2 separate regions of the Gossypium arboreum genome follow, and region 1 is linked to region 2. A link is a contact called in public Hi-C data. All regions are on one chromosome and are shown on one strand. Each heading gives the region's core, a stretch centred on a gene start, on an enhancer-like site or on the middle of the called end of the contact. The rest is flanking DNA. Distances are from core to core; before and after follow the strand shown.

Evidence for each region. A called contact is a pair of places that touch in the nucleus more often than the background predicts.
Region 1: a Hi-C map of leaf shows a contact between it and region 2, with 2.6 times the contacts expected there. The contact joins the promoter of LOC108467725 here to the promoter of LOC108467418 in region 2. A contact is called at or near these places in 2 of 5 Hi-C or Micro-C datasets (both in leaf).

What each region holds. Positions count from the first base shown.
Region 1 is chr8:27,403,608-27,410,707 of ASM2569848v2, reverse strand. It overlaps LOC108467725 (probable alkaline/neutral invertase F), which reads right to left and starts at 5,844. Exons shown (of 6, transcript XM_017768476.2): 1 at 4,816-5,844; 2 at 3,502-3,948; 3 at 2,316-2,874; 4 at 1,181-1,866; 5 at 838-1,104. The coding sequence starts at 5,628. The coding sequence ends at 1,574.
Region 2 is chr8:27,147,869-27,154,390 of ASM2569848v2, reverse strand. LOC108467418 (UV-stimulated scaffold protein A homolog) reads left to right here and starts at 4,646. Exons shown (of 2, transcript XM_017768021.2): 1 at 4,646-4,960; 2 at 5,229-6,522. The coding sequence starts at 4,763.

The DNA.
Region 1 (7,100 bases), core at 4,595-7,094, 260 kb before region 2:
CCCATAAAAATGAAAACCTACTTTCATTGCACATCACATCGCATCTTGGTTTCAGTCAGCTGAAAAGAGATTTAGGACACATGTTTGAGAAACAACACTATCACTACAATGCCCCTGCTATTTACCCCAACTCTCTGTTTTTCTTAAAATATGAAAATCTATGTTACCCAAACTTTTTATTTTCCTCAAAATATAAATACCTACCATTTCTATTTGTATCTCACACATTCAAGCATGAGTGCGTCATAATTCTTTTACTATATGAAAGAACAATATATACCCGCGCTCATCCACTAGTCCAGAACGTGCAGTACAATTAGTAATAGCTCAAATTAACACAAAAGAAGAAAAGGCGAAAGGGACACATCAAGAATGCAATTCATTAACGCTGAACATAAATGTAACTGCACTAGTCAACGGCATCATGCATTCAATAATTCAGTTAAAAATAGCATTTTGTTTTTCTAAAAAATAAAATAAAATAAGCAGCATTCTTTAGTTAAAGAAAAACAACAGTAAAAATTAATTCACTTTATCGCAGTCCATATTCATGAATTTGTTCCTAAAGTTAAAAATCATAACTCCAATGAAATCAGAATATTACGATGCATCTGCAAATGAGTTGAAAATCGTCTCATCCTTGAATTATCCAAACAAAAAGAAAGCCAAAAACGAGAATGAAATTCATAAATTCCATTGAAATCACCATTAAAAAAAACAATTGACACCAAATCATAAGCCAAAGTGTACACGAATTGATTCGCAATTAACCTAGAAACCTACTTCACATATATACAACAGAAAAAAAAAAAAGGTAGAGAAACATGAGAAACAAACCCTAGAAGACAAGACAATCAAACGTTGAGATTGCCGGCGGTGGGGCGGTTCGCGGCGGCTGGGTCTGGTTGGGATTGGGGTTCATCGTGGACCACGGGCTTGATGAACATGAGAGGGCGGTCCTTGGCTTCCTTTTCGTCATCGAAATCGGTGGTGCTGAGGTTTATACAGGAGCACCGCTCCAATGAGGCAAAAAATGCAGAGGCCATGCTGGCGCCCACCCAGGTAGCCATACGATCTAGCTTGTCGCATGATATGAATCTGCAGCTGTTATCCATTGCCTAATTTGATCAAATAGTTTTAGAAACAGATATGTATATATAATTATTAGAGAAGAATGTACTGATAAGACTTTTCTTTCTTCGTATTTGCCTTAGTGGTTCTTTTCCTTGGCGGTTAAGCGTCTGAAGAGAGAAAGAGCGGCGCACTGGGGGCCGGGCCATTGTTTTCTATCCAATTTATCTGCTACATTTTTTCTTATCCAATGGTTTTGGGCCCTAGGTATTATTTCTTTTCTTACAACCTGTAGTAGTTTACTGTTATGTACTCACGGAGAAGGGCTACTTGGTTCTGGTTTTGACTTTTGACAATCTATTGCTCGCTTTAACTATACAACTAAAACAGTGTCAATATGAGCATTTTGGATTTTTGGATATTTTCGAACCATCCCAGTTGCAAAAAGAATTATATGTGTGCAATAAAATGAAAATCCCTGTCTGTCAGATGCAGTTGTTTTCTAGAATGAGATAGAGCGGGTGAGCTTTGGCTTGGCAATCCTTTTGTCTTCTTCAAGAGAGATGATGGGGAGATTGGCTGGGTTCTCAATCAACATCTTAGCGACCAAGTAGCCAGAGATGCTCCATGTTTGATATTTCCTTGCTTGCTTCCCAACATAACGCCCGGTCTTGCCATCATAGTACTCAGGCCAGCCGTCTTTAGAAAGGCGTTGTTCAATCAGCTCTATGGCTCGTTTTGCAATTTGAGGCCTTCCAGTCTTGATACACGCTGCTGTGAGTAGCCATATCAGAACTGCATGGACAATGTTCAATACACCAGGTCAAGGAACTTTACAAATAAACATTTTCAAGGAAATCAAATGTTCATATTCATTTCATTCTTGAGCTTTCTAAATTCGTTGGATGCAATCTATTAACACTGTTGGGCCTAAGATTAAGAAAGGCCGAAAACCACCAAAGCCCCGGCTAAACACATTGCCTAAGGGACGACACCGGTACCTCGCCGAAATGCAAGAAGGAGAATCCCTCGTCTAATAAAAAGAAGGTTCGACACCCTACTAAGTCTAATCATAAGATTATGCTGGTTAATCCTGAAAGGCTACATGATCTCGAGCTTGCCTGTTGTGCACTGGAAATATAAATGATCCAGCTAAAAGCAATATCATATGATGCGACAAGGCAACTTAAATCATTGAACTCTGCAAATAACTTACTATGGAACTGTAAGTACATGAGAAATACCTGGCCATGATCCACCATTGTGGTAACTCCACCGTGTGTTCTTTGGATCAAACCCAGTGACAGTTCTCCATTCATGACCCTCCAAAGCTGGATAAACTATCTTCAAAGGCATCTCTCCTATTAAGTCCTCCCAGCGCTCCTCAATCAAATCCATAATTGCTGTTGCTTGTGCAGGTGTAGCTAGTGAACTCAAGATTGCAATGCAGTTTCCAACCAGAAACCAGCGGAAATCCATTCGAGCTGGGCTGACGTTACCAATCAGATATCCCCCACGTAAGGGCATAAAATCGAACACCCAATCAGGAATAGACTCTGGGATGACATTAAATTTGTTGACAGCAGTGTGGGAATACTCCTCAGTTTTGTAGCGATATATGTTGTTTAACTGTGTGAAATCAAGCCAGTAGTATTTTTGGATGTGAAAACTGAGAGCTCTGATGCGCTTATCGATACGCTCAATTAGTTCCTTGCCATCTCGCTCTGGTTTTAGCATCTGCCTAGAAGACCTCAGTGCAAAATAGAAAAGTGCTTGAATCTCAATGGGGTACCCATAAATTCCCTGCCCAAAAAGGAAGCACATTAAATTCCACTAATTAAACTCAGTTCAGAGCAATGAGGGTAAAAAGAAGAAAAAGAGTAGGAGCGACCGACCAAATATCAAAACAACTCAAAGCATTGCAGCAGGGGCGGCACCAGGGGGAAGGCAAGGGCCTTGGCCCCCTTGGTTTGGTAAAATTTCCCTTTTAGGCTCTTAAAATTTGTAAAGTAATAACTAATAAAATGGTAAATTTTGTGTATTGGCCCCAAAAGAATTTACAGTTCAATTCTAGCTCCCCAATATAAATTTTCCAGCTTTGCCCCGTAGTGAATAAAATGAGTTCAAACAATAATATATGAACTACATCACATTACTCATTCACAAAAACAAGCAAGAATTTAGGGGGAAAACCCTTTAGCCGTCTGGTACTAGACTAGGGCCAGAACAAAATCATGCAGAGACTGATCACAGGATCTAAGGGTACTAGAACAATGAAAATAGAAGAAGATTCGAAGTGGCTTAGATTGGCAATTACGCTTAACACTAGGAGCAGTTGTGACAATAACCAGTCTAATTCCCGATCATGTTTTCAAACAAGTACTTCTATATAAAGTTAAAGGAAACTTCTATAATAACTAGAAGACTCACCATCCTCCTATCAATCATGCTACACCCATCTGCACACAGAAGTGTAGGAAAAGTGTCAAAACCATCTGAAAGGCAAAGATTAAGTATCAGCTTCATTCCTTTCTGCACCTCAGGTAGTTCTGAGAGAGTATAATCATGCGTGCATTTGGTATACGACCTTAGCAATATGATCCACCAGAACCCAGAGTCAACAGGTGCAACTCTTCCTATTGCACTACCACCGAAATCTGCAACCAAGGTTTCCTTCTGCCTATGCGAATCGTAAAGTACTTTAAAACTTGCAGGCATGACACCTTCCCCAAGTGTAAAATTGTCAATTCTTTTCTCCCAACCTTGAAGGTGGAGAGTCTTTAACAGAAAGTTCTTTACTATCTCTGGATCGCCACCAGCATTGGCAGGTCTCATTAGACAGGCTAAGCCACTGGGAACGAAGTCTCTTATGAAAACCTGCAATATAAGAATGGGGAAAGAATATTGATTGAGTTCAATAGGGCACCCCTGCATTAATAAGGCTTTTAACTTCATTGAAATCATAACATTATGGGCTAGCTATCAAACTCAGAAAAACAGAAGCACTATGAATTTGATCAAGCAATAATGCATGTTTTTAGTCTGTGGCTATGTAACAATGACGTACGGTAATTCCTCTCAAAGGCATCTACAAAGATCGTTAATCTTCACCTGTATGGAAAACTCTCTTCCTCGTTTGTTTTAAAATAAAAATTGAAGATGAAACGACTTATGCCACTCACAATATAATATAATAATTAATTAGTTCCTCCGGCATTACCACGAAATTTGCAGATATATGAAGGGCAAGTCAAGAAGTGTACATTAGACCACATATTTTCCAGGTGAAGACGAAAAGATCACAGAACTAAAAGGCACAAGAACTTTCGTAGCAAATCATAACAGGAACCGAAGTTATATAAGTAGAAGAATAAGAAGAAGAATTAGATATAGATATAGATGATTATCATGGATGGAAAATAAGCATAAGAAATAGATATAGATGGTTATCATGCATGTAAAACAGGAATTTCCTTAACACCATTCACAAAAACAGAAAATGCCTCAAAATGCTATAGCGAAAGCGAACAGCAGTAAGCAAAATTCTGAAGATAAAATGGATTCTAACAAGCATGGATTTGAAGGCTAAAGAAAGACCGTTGAGAAAACACCTAAGACAAATGAAGCTTCATTGCAAAATAGCCAAACAAAAGAAAATGATAATATAACAAAACAAGGGAGATATCTGGATTTGAAAAATCAAAAGAAAACAAAAACGATGACAAAAAACTAAACATAATATACCTGATTGTAATTCAAAGCCTCGGCGATAGGATCCATAGCAGCGAGCGTACCGACAGGCTTGCCTTTGTAATATACGTAAGATTTTTGTAGTCCCTCCCACGCTTCTTCCAACATCGCACCGTTTTCCGTACTCCCTAGAGGACTATCGACGGATCTGACCGCAGGCAATAAACTGTCGAGTTCCAAGTTCTCGAGACTCGAACCTACACTAGGAGACGGTTTCAGTGACATCTGCGCCACGTTTGCATTATTGGATTTGGAGATGTTCTCGTTGCTCTGCACTCTTAACGTCTTCATCGGCTTATCAAGTTTGTCAGTCGATTCATTTTCTTCCTCCGATTTGGATGACTCTTCTTTTCCGACTGTGTCTTGAAATATCTCTGTTGATATTTTTGGACTCTCTCGCTGGTTTGATTCTAGAGATGTCTTTCCATTATCCGTCCATTTTACATTTTCAGTTTGCGAAGCTTCCTCAGGAGATTCAAGAGCTTCTTCCTCTTCATTTTGTGAACACAGGGATTTCTCGGTAAATTTAGACTTCTCAAACATGATAAAATCAAAAGATTTCTCACTCGCGTCGTCAGCTCCTTTCTCCGTGGTAGTCTCCGAAGGTTGTTCTTCGATAGGCGTCACGATGCACTGTCCTTCGTGTTTAAGAACGATAAAAAAATCAGGCGATTTCACCTCTTTTTCCGATGAATCTCCAAGTTCTTTCTCACTATCTCCGACTGAAAGAGTAAAATAAAGCGCAGGAACCACCTCTGCTTCCTTTACATCTTCTAAAAGATCACACGGGGATCTCAAAGTTGACATTCTTAAAGAAGAGAATCAAATATGAGCAGCACAAATGCACAATATCGTGCCCTCTAGAGAGAGATAACTTTCTCAGGTCTTCCCTCTTCGTTTCGTAGAGACTGAAACTGCTGGAGAGAATAGTGAGAGACGGACAAGGAAAAAAATGCAAAAATGGATCAGAGATGGAAGCCTAAAGGGCGTGAGCGATTGGGTACCGAATTGTGGTTCGTTTTGGAGGTTGGAAAAAAAAAATAAAGTGTGGAAGTTGTTTAAGAATAGGTCTCAATACTTAGTTTATCTACGAAATTGCCCCTCTCCGTTTCGTTCCCTGGGTGACAAGTAGGAAGTTCATAATGGAGGGGCGTTTTAGAGATTAACAAAATTGTTTGTGAACTTCTTTCAGTTTTTAGTGGCGGGAGGAGTTATAGTGGGACCTTGGAGGCCGTTGGGCTTTGGGCGCCAAAGGGAACACAAACAAACCCATAAACTCTTCCATTTTTCTTTTGGGTAAACAACACAAATAGTCGCCCAACCATGAGAGTTATTCTATTTTGGTCACTCAATTATGAGAGTGATTCTATTTTAGTCACTTAATTATAAAGTTTTTTAATAGAGTCACCAAAGCTCTCAAAATTAGAATTTTTTGTCACTCAACCGTAAAATCAATAACGAAGGTTTAACATGGGCTTTTCTTTATCGACATACGAGCAAATTTAACCCTCCAATATTTAGGCATTCTATCAATTTACTGCTATTCAATAAAAAAAATTAGTCCTAAAAGTTTTAAAAAAATTTCATTGACATCTTAATTCTAAAAATTAAAACGGATACAAATTTTAAAAAAATAAATTTATTAAGAAATTATTTTTCAATGTAAGTATAAAATTTTATAAAATTGCATTTAAAAATTCCTAAAATTGTAGAAAATAATTAAAATTTTATAAAAGAAGAATAAAATAAAAATTGAAACCCATACAGTTTGAATGTTGCTTATGTATGGGAACGAACTGCACTACACACTTGTGCATCATAGATTTGATTGGAACCTCATTTCTATGGAAGTTGTAAAACAGCTCTTCATGTTTCTATTGATGCATGGTATTAATGGAAATGGATGAAAATGAGGGATAGAGTCGAAAGAAGTCAGTTTACCCATTCTAAGGTCAAAAGTTGGACAAGTAGAGAGAGAGTTAGGATTATTACTTAGTGAATTAGTGTAACATCCAAAAATAGAGCCTAGTCGGAATAGTGGTTTCGAGACCACAAATCCTGTGACAGCCCAAAATTGACCCTAGCCAGGAAGTGGTTTCGGGACCGCTAAACCGAGTCACCGAAATGTTTGAATGTAAAATTTATTGTCTAGAATATGTAATTATGAATGTGTGAAAATTTCAAGTTCGATTTAGCCGATTGCATGTGAATTAGGTTAGTAGGACTTGTGTGACACTTTTGAAAAGTGAAAGGCTAATCTATAAGGACCTAATAGTGCA
Region 2 (6,522 bases), core at 3,397-5,896:
TACGCTATTTAGTCCTTCTCGTAATTAAACACTTAATTGATAAAATTTTCATATCAAAATTTTCACATGACATGCCTATTATAATACGGACCATATAATGAAATAAAAATCAATCATATTTTTGGGTCGGATTTGTGGTCCCGAAACCACTGTTCCAATTTCACTGAAAAATGGGCTATTACATAAACATTCAAATTAAACATGTTAAACATTTATTCAATTTAGTCCCGTAAATTGTAATATTTGAAATGCTCATATTTAACAATCTACCTGATCAATTCATGATCCGACTTTGTAATTATACTATAAAAACTACCAATTATCATTCTATACCATAATATTCAAAACTCTCATCCTTTTTCTCTTTCTACTTAATGTTGGGGATTGAATTGATTAAGCAATGAACAAGTACAAAATAACAGAATAAATTGAGAAGTTAAACACACAAATTAACGTGGAAAAACCCCTCTAAAGAGAATAAAAAAACCACAAGCAAAGATAATTTTACTATAATGGCAAAAGAATGAAGAGCACAAAAGATGGAGATAAAAACTAAATCCCGAAACCCGAAAAAAAAACCCTCAAAATTTAAACACAAAATTCTCCAAAAGTGTTATGAGTTCTAATATTTTTAATGAGTGTATTTTCTAAGGTTTTAAAAGAGCTATTTATAGGCTAAATTTGTAGGTCAAATAATAAAATAATATAGACTAATCAGAGTTTGATTGAAACAAATAAACAAAGTTTAACTAGGAGATTATCTCTTACATTTTACTGAAATATGAGGCATACTTAACACTTAATATTCAACACAGTTCTCACTTAAAACTTCAACAATTCAACAATTTAATGTCCCAACACTTGGCTTTAGTAATCTAATATCAAAGGTTAAAATTCAATAAAAAAAATAAGTGAAAAATCCCACATTTCTCCTTGTGAAAGCTATGGCAATAGAAAAGTAAAAGACCTAACTTTCCTTTTGATAAGCTATAAAAGTAACATATTTTAATCACATTCTTAATGCGTTTTTGGATGATTAATTATGCAAATTAGTGAATTTGATGCTCCTAATCCTTTAAATTCATATTTCTATACTTAAGAGAGCATTTGGGAGTGAAAGGAGCGAAAAACAAGCCAAAATCGGACAAATAGAGTTGTTTTCAGGATCCACACGGCATGGGCATTTCCACACAGACTAGACAGATGCCCATATGCCAACCCGTGTCGATTTCATACCCTGCTTCCCAAATACGTGGAAAAAACCCAATTTTTAGGCTTTCTAAGCATTTTAAAGTCTATAAATACCCATTAGAAGAAGACATAATGCGGAAACCAGAGAAGATTAAGGAAAACACTTGAAGAACGCCATCGGAACCAACTCAAAAGCGGATCTTCATCAAGATTCAATATCTCCCTTTAATTTCTTTCTAAGTTTTATTTAGTTTCTTTATATCTTGTGGTTATTCTGACTTTGAGATGTTTCTATTCAGGATTATGAACTAAATTCCCTAGATACCTTGGGAAGATGAAACCTATTTATTATTTGATTTTTGATTTACATGATAAATACTTGATTCTTGTTCTCAATTATGTGTACTAATTTCTTGTTTTAATATTTTCAGGATATTAATTCATATTTAATGTGCTTAATTCAGTGAAGCAAAAGTCCCTATTTAAGAATAGATCTACCATAATTTAGTGGAGTTGCATGCAATACTAGAAAAAGAACAACATAAATCTACTAGATTAGAGTCAAATCCAATAGGGGGTATTCATAGATCGAGTTAATGCAATGATAGGGGTTTTAATTAGAAAGAGATTTCAATTAATCAACCTAGAGTCAGTTGTTCTTACTCTTAAAAGATATGTTAACATAATTTAGGGATTTCTATGGATCAAGACACAAGTGAATAAATCGTTTAATTTAGATTCATAATAATAAGCGAAGTCTAGGTGGATTCTGTCCTGGGTATTGTCTATCCCATTGGTTATTATTCGATTATTTGTTTGATTTATTCTCTGTTGCATTCTTAGATAAATTAGTTTAGTAATTTTAGATTAAAACACATCACCTCAATTTGTCAGCTAGATAATAAGAAGGCGATAATTATTAGTACTTTTAGTCCTCGTGGATACGATATTCTCTACTCACCATAGCTATACTATTATTCGATAAGTGCGCTTGCCTTTGTTGTATTTATAGTTAATTTAGTGATCATCACCTTTAATGGCTCAATTACTATTTAAGGTCTGGTTCAATGTTTTATTAAATTCTATTAGTTAATGACTTGCAATTTGATTACTATAGTATGTTGGTTAATTATTCACTTAATTCCTTTTTTTATACAACTATCTAACTTCGTATTCCCATCAATTCCTCAATTTAAAGTTTTAAATGGCTATTCTTAGAAAGTTCAACTTTAAATCGAGTTTTTAGGCACCAATAAAAATGAGATCTTTACATGGAGTAACTTGCTCGTTAGCTAATTTAATTATTTGGTTAATAGGTTCATATTTTATAATAAGGACAATATAGTAAAATTTGCTTTTGAGTAATCTTACATTCCGTCAACCAAATACTTAAAACTTACATTTCAGCCAAATGAAACAAATAAGGTAATTTCACCTTACATCTGTAACCTTACATTCCCATAATCTTATTACAAAACGTAATCTAATATTTAATGAACCAAACGTCGCTAAAAGCAAACTGTGATTTAGATTAAAAATGATAGATAAAAGAACTTTCAAATTATTTATTTTTATGAAATTATTAAAATATGTAAAATTATAATTTTATTTAATAAAATAATAAGCATCATTTATTTTTAATAATTGGGGAGAAGAATGAAGATCATTGATATCGAACCTAAACTCTTATACCTAGAAATATAATACTCCTATCATTATATTAAGAGGTTGTTGGCATTTTAATTAATTGTTTTATAACTATTTTAAATTATTTATTGCAATAAATGATAATATTTTTATTTATTTTATATTTTTATAACAAAGTCAAATATTATTATTTTCACGAATAATAACACTATACCTATCCATTTTTAAAGTTTCTAATCGAATATTTTTCTTTTACATTCCTGGAATTTTTCTTTTCGGTGAAAGACTTGAAAGGTTTTAACAAAATTTCCCAATGAATACAAATTTCATATAAAGTATAATCAGAAACATCAATTAGATGGAAAGCCTAGTGTCGACACAATAAAAGAAATATAAAATCTATATGTATATTAAAAGAAAAGAAACTGTAATGTGTACGCATGATCAGCAATTAGGGTCAGCGTTCAATTAAATTAAATCAAATTGAATGAAAAAGATTTTGAGTTAATTATGTTGATAAATTTTATTTTATTATTTTAATTCGATTTAAATTTTTTTCAAATCGAGTTGAGTGAGATAGAATTCGAATCAAATTAAATTGAATATATTTGTTCAAGTTAAATTTTAAAAAATACTTTGGGTTTTTGTAACTACTGTCAGCTATTGTAATCAAATTTGTTACTAACTTTCATCCCTCATAATTTATTTATTAATCTTTTATATACAAGTTAGCTTCTTTGCTTGCTTAGTTACATTAATTATCTTCGATTCTTGTCACTATGGATTTTGAAATTAAAAATATATTAAATGTAAAAATATGTTTTTTAATAAAAGATATTTTAATGATAAAATGCAAAATTGATATCAATAGAAAATTTTAACACAAATATTTTATGGCATCATCAATAGTTTAATTTTAACAGAAAATGATAAAGATTCAATATAATTAAACAATTTAATAATACAAATAATACAAAAATTTAATTTAATAATATAAATAGTAAACATAAATTTGAAAAAATTTGAAGCTTAAAAGGAAGTAAAAGTTTTGCAAGGGGTTTGGGAGAAGTAAAAATTTTGAGGAGAGGGTAAAAGAAAAAAATTTGGGGGGTTGAGGGAAAGTAATTTTTTGTTGGGGAAAGTAAAAGGATTTGAGTGGAGGAATTGGTGAAATGGAAGTAAAAAAAATTTATATTTAATTTATTCAATTCGAAAATTTAGTTCAATTTAAACTTAAAATTAAAAAAAATCGAGTTAATTTAATTAATTTAATTCAAATAATTTAAAATTTAAATTTTTTAATCAATTTTTTATAATCAAATAGAATTTTAAGAAAAGCAAGACATTTACTATTCTTCCTGTAAATGCTATGCAGATGCAAAGAAAACAAGTACGATTAACTTTGTCCTTATTTATATACGATTAACTTTGTCCTTATTTATATCAATGCGGTGCAATCAGTGAAGGCAAAAATTATTGCCAGTTGTTCAAACTCAACTCGATGAATTGACTGAAATAATGGTCTAAACGGAGCTCAATCAACAATTTATTTCAACTCACAGATTTAGCTGATTTAATGTAAATATTTTCAAAGTTGAAAATAATATAATTCGTTTGTAAAATGAAAAGAGAAATAATAATGATTAAAAAAAAAGAAATGCATAATAGGGCTAATTTAGTGTTTGGGCTAGATTTTGGCAGCACACAAAACCTCCAAAGGGCCATGCTGAAGGCCTGTAAACCAAATTTTAACCATTCCCTCAGCCTAGGCCTTAGCCCAGTCCAGTATTCGCCTCTATCCGTGTTAATTGTTGACTTTGCTCGCAACGGAATTTCGCGGATAAGTTATTATAATATGATGCTATATAAATTAGGGATTTTGAAAAATAAATAACAAGAATTGGAAAACTCATAACATCGGGGCATGGCGATGCCGGTGGAGATGGAGATGGAGGAGAGAGGAAAAGTCTGGGCTTTGATAGAAAAAGCCACGAACTCGACTGCCTCCGAGGTTGATCCACGTCTTCTCAAAGCAATCAAATCAGTGGTGCGGTTCTCCGATTCGGAGCTACGACTCGCCGCCCATACCCTCATGGACCTCATGAAACGCGATCATTCCCAGGTCTTCTATCTATCCTTCTCTAACGAGTTAGTAAATAAGTGGATTTTGATTTCGGTTAAATTTCCCTTTCTTTCTTCAAATTTAGTTTCCTTGCCTAATGCACGTTCTGCAATTGGATTTCTAGGGCATCCAGTCTTTATTGTTGTAACGAAATTCAGGATCCTTTTAACTATTAATAATTTATTTTCTTTTCTAAATTGAAAAAGGAAAATGCTAAGAGATTGGTGTTTGAAGGAATTTGAGTTTTTGAGACTTGCTATTATTGCAGGTTCGTTATCTCACGCTTCTTATAATTGATGAACTTTTCATGCGGTCTAGGCTTTTTAGAACCCTTTTGGTTGAGAACTTAGATCAGTTATTGGCCTTAAGTGTTGGGTTTAGAAGAAATATGCCGCTCCCAGCTCCTCCGGCTATTGCATCAACTTTGCGTTCCAAGGCAATTGAGTTCTTAGAGAAGTGGAATGCATCTTTTGGGGTTCATTACAGGCAGCTTAGGTTAGGTTTTGATTATCTTAAGAATACTCTCAGGTTTCAGTTTCCTAACCTTCAGGAGACTGCAGCAAGGATAGAACGAGAGAGGAGGGAAAGAGAGAGAAGGACTAGGGAGATTTTACAGAGCAAGTTTGAAACGCTGAAGATGAATTTTAGTTCTGTTAAGGAAGAAATACAGGCTACAGTTGATGAGATTGGAGAATGTTTAGATATTGTTCGCACTAAAGAGGAAGGCGTGCCACACGTCTTATTGGATGACGAAGATTTTGTAGAGTTTCGGTCTTCTGAGTTGAGGCAGATCCGTCTTGATTCATTAAAGGAAGGAGAAAAGGTTCATGAGAACAGCGATAACAAAGTGGTTTTCGATGCATTAAGAGAGCTGTATAAGCTTTTAGTAACCAAGCACCTGGTTTCAGTACAAGAATGGATATCTCTTCTTGTAAGGGTTGAAGTGGCTGACAACAGGTCACGAGATTCCATGTTGAAGGAGTTGATTGATATCCGAAACAGTCTCATATCTGTGAAGAAGGATTGTGAAGAATCTGGTTGTACTTTACCCAAAACTGTGAATAAAAACGAAGAAGAGGAGGAAGACTTCTGGGAGGAAGGTAATTTGGGATTGACTGAGAATGGAAGTACTACTGAACCTGAGAAGCGAAGGGAGGTTCAAAGTTCCAACATTGAAAAGAGAAGTAAATCTGTTGAGGATAGGAATTCTAAGAAGTCTAATAAACAGAGTGGAAATCTTGCTAAAGTGTCAGCTTCTTGCAAGGTGAAAGCCAAAGATAAAGAATGCAGTTGTTCTAAGGGCAAAGAGTGTTCGGGTAGTGAAAAGTCTGTTAGGAGTGAGCTTTTGGCTGAAGCTCCAGTTCTCAGGTGGGGTTCTTTCATGGATTATTGGGGCTCAGTCTCTAATAAGGATACATTATTAAATCAGAAAGGCTTGGAGTTTGACAATCACTGGGGAAGAGTAGATTATGATGCCGTGATTCCAGCCGAGAAAATTGCAGAATTGAATCTTCAGTCGATTGTTTACCAGGAAAACTTAGGAGAGATCCAACCATGTCGTG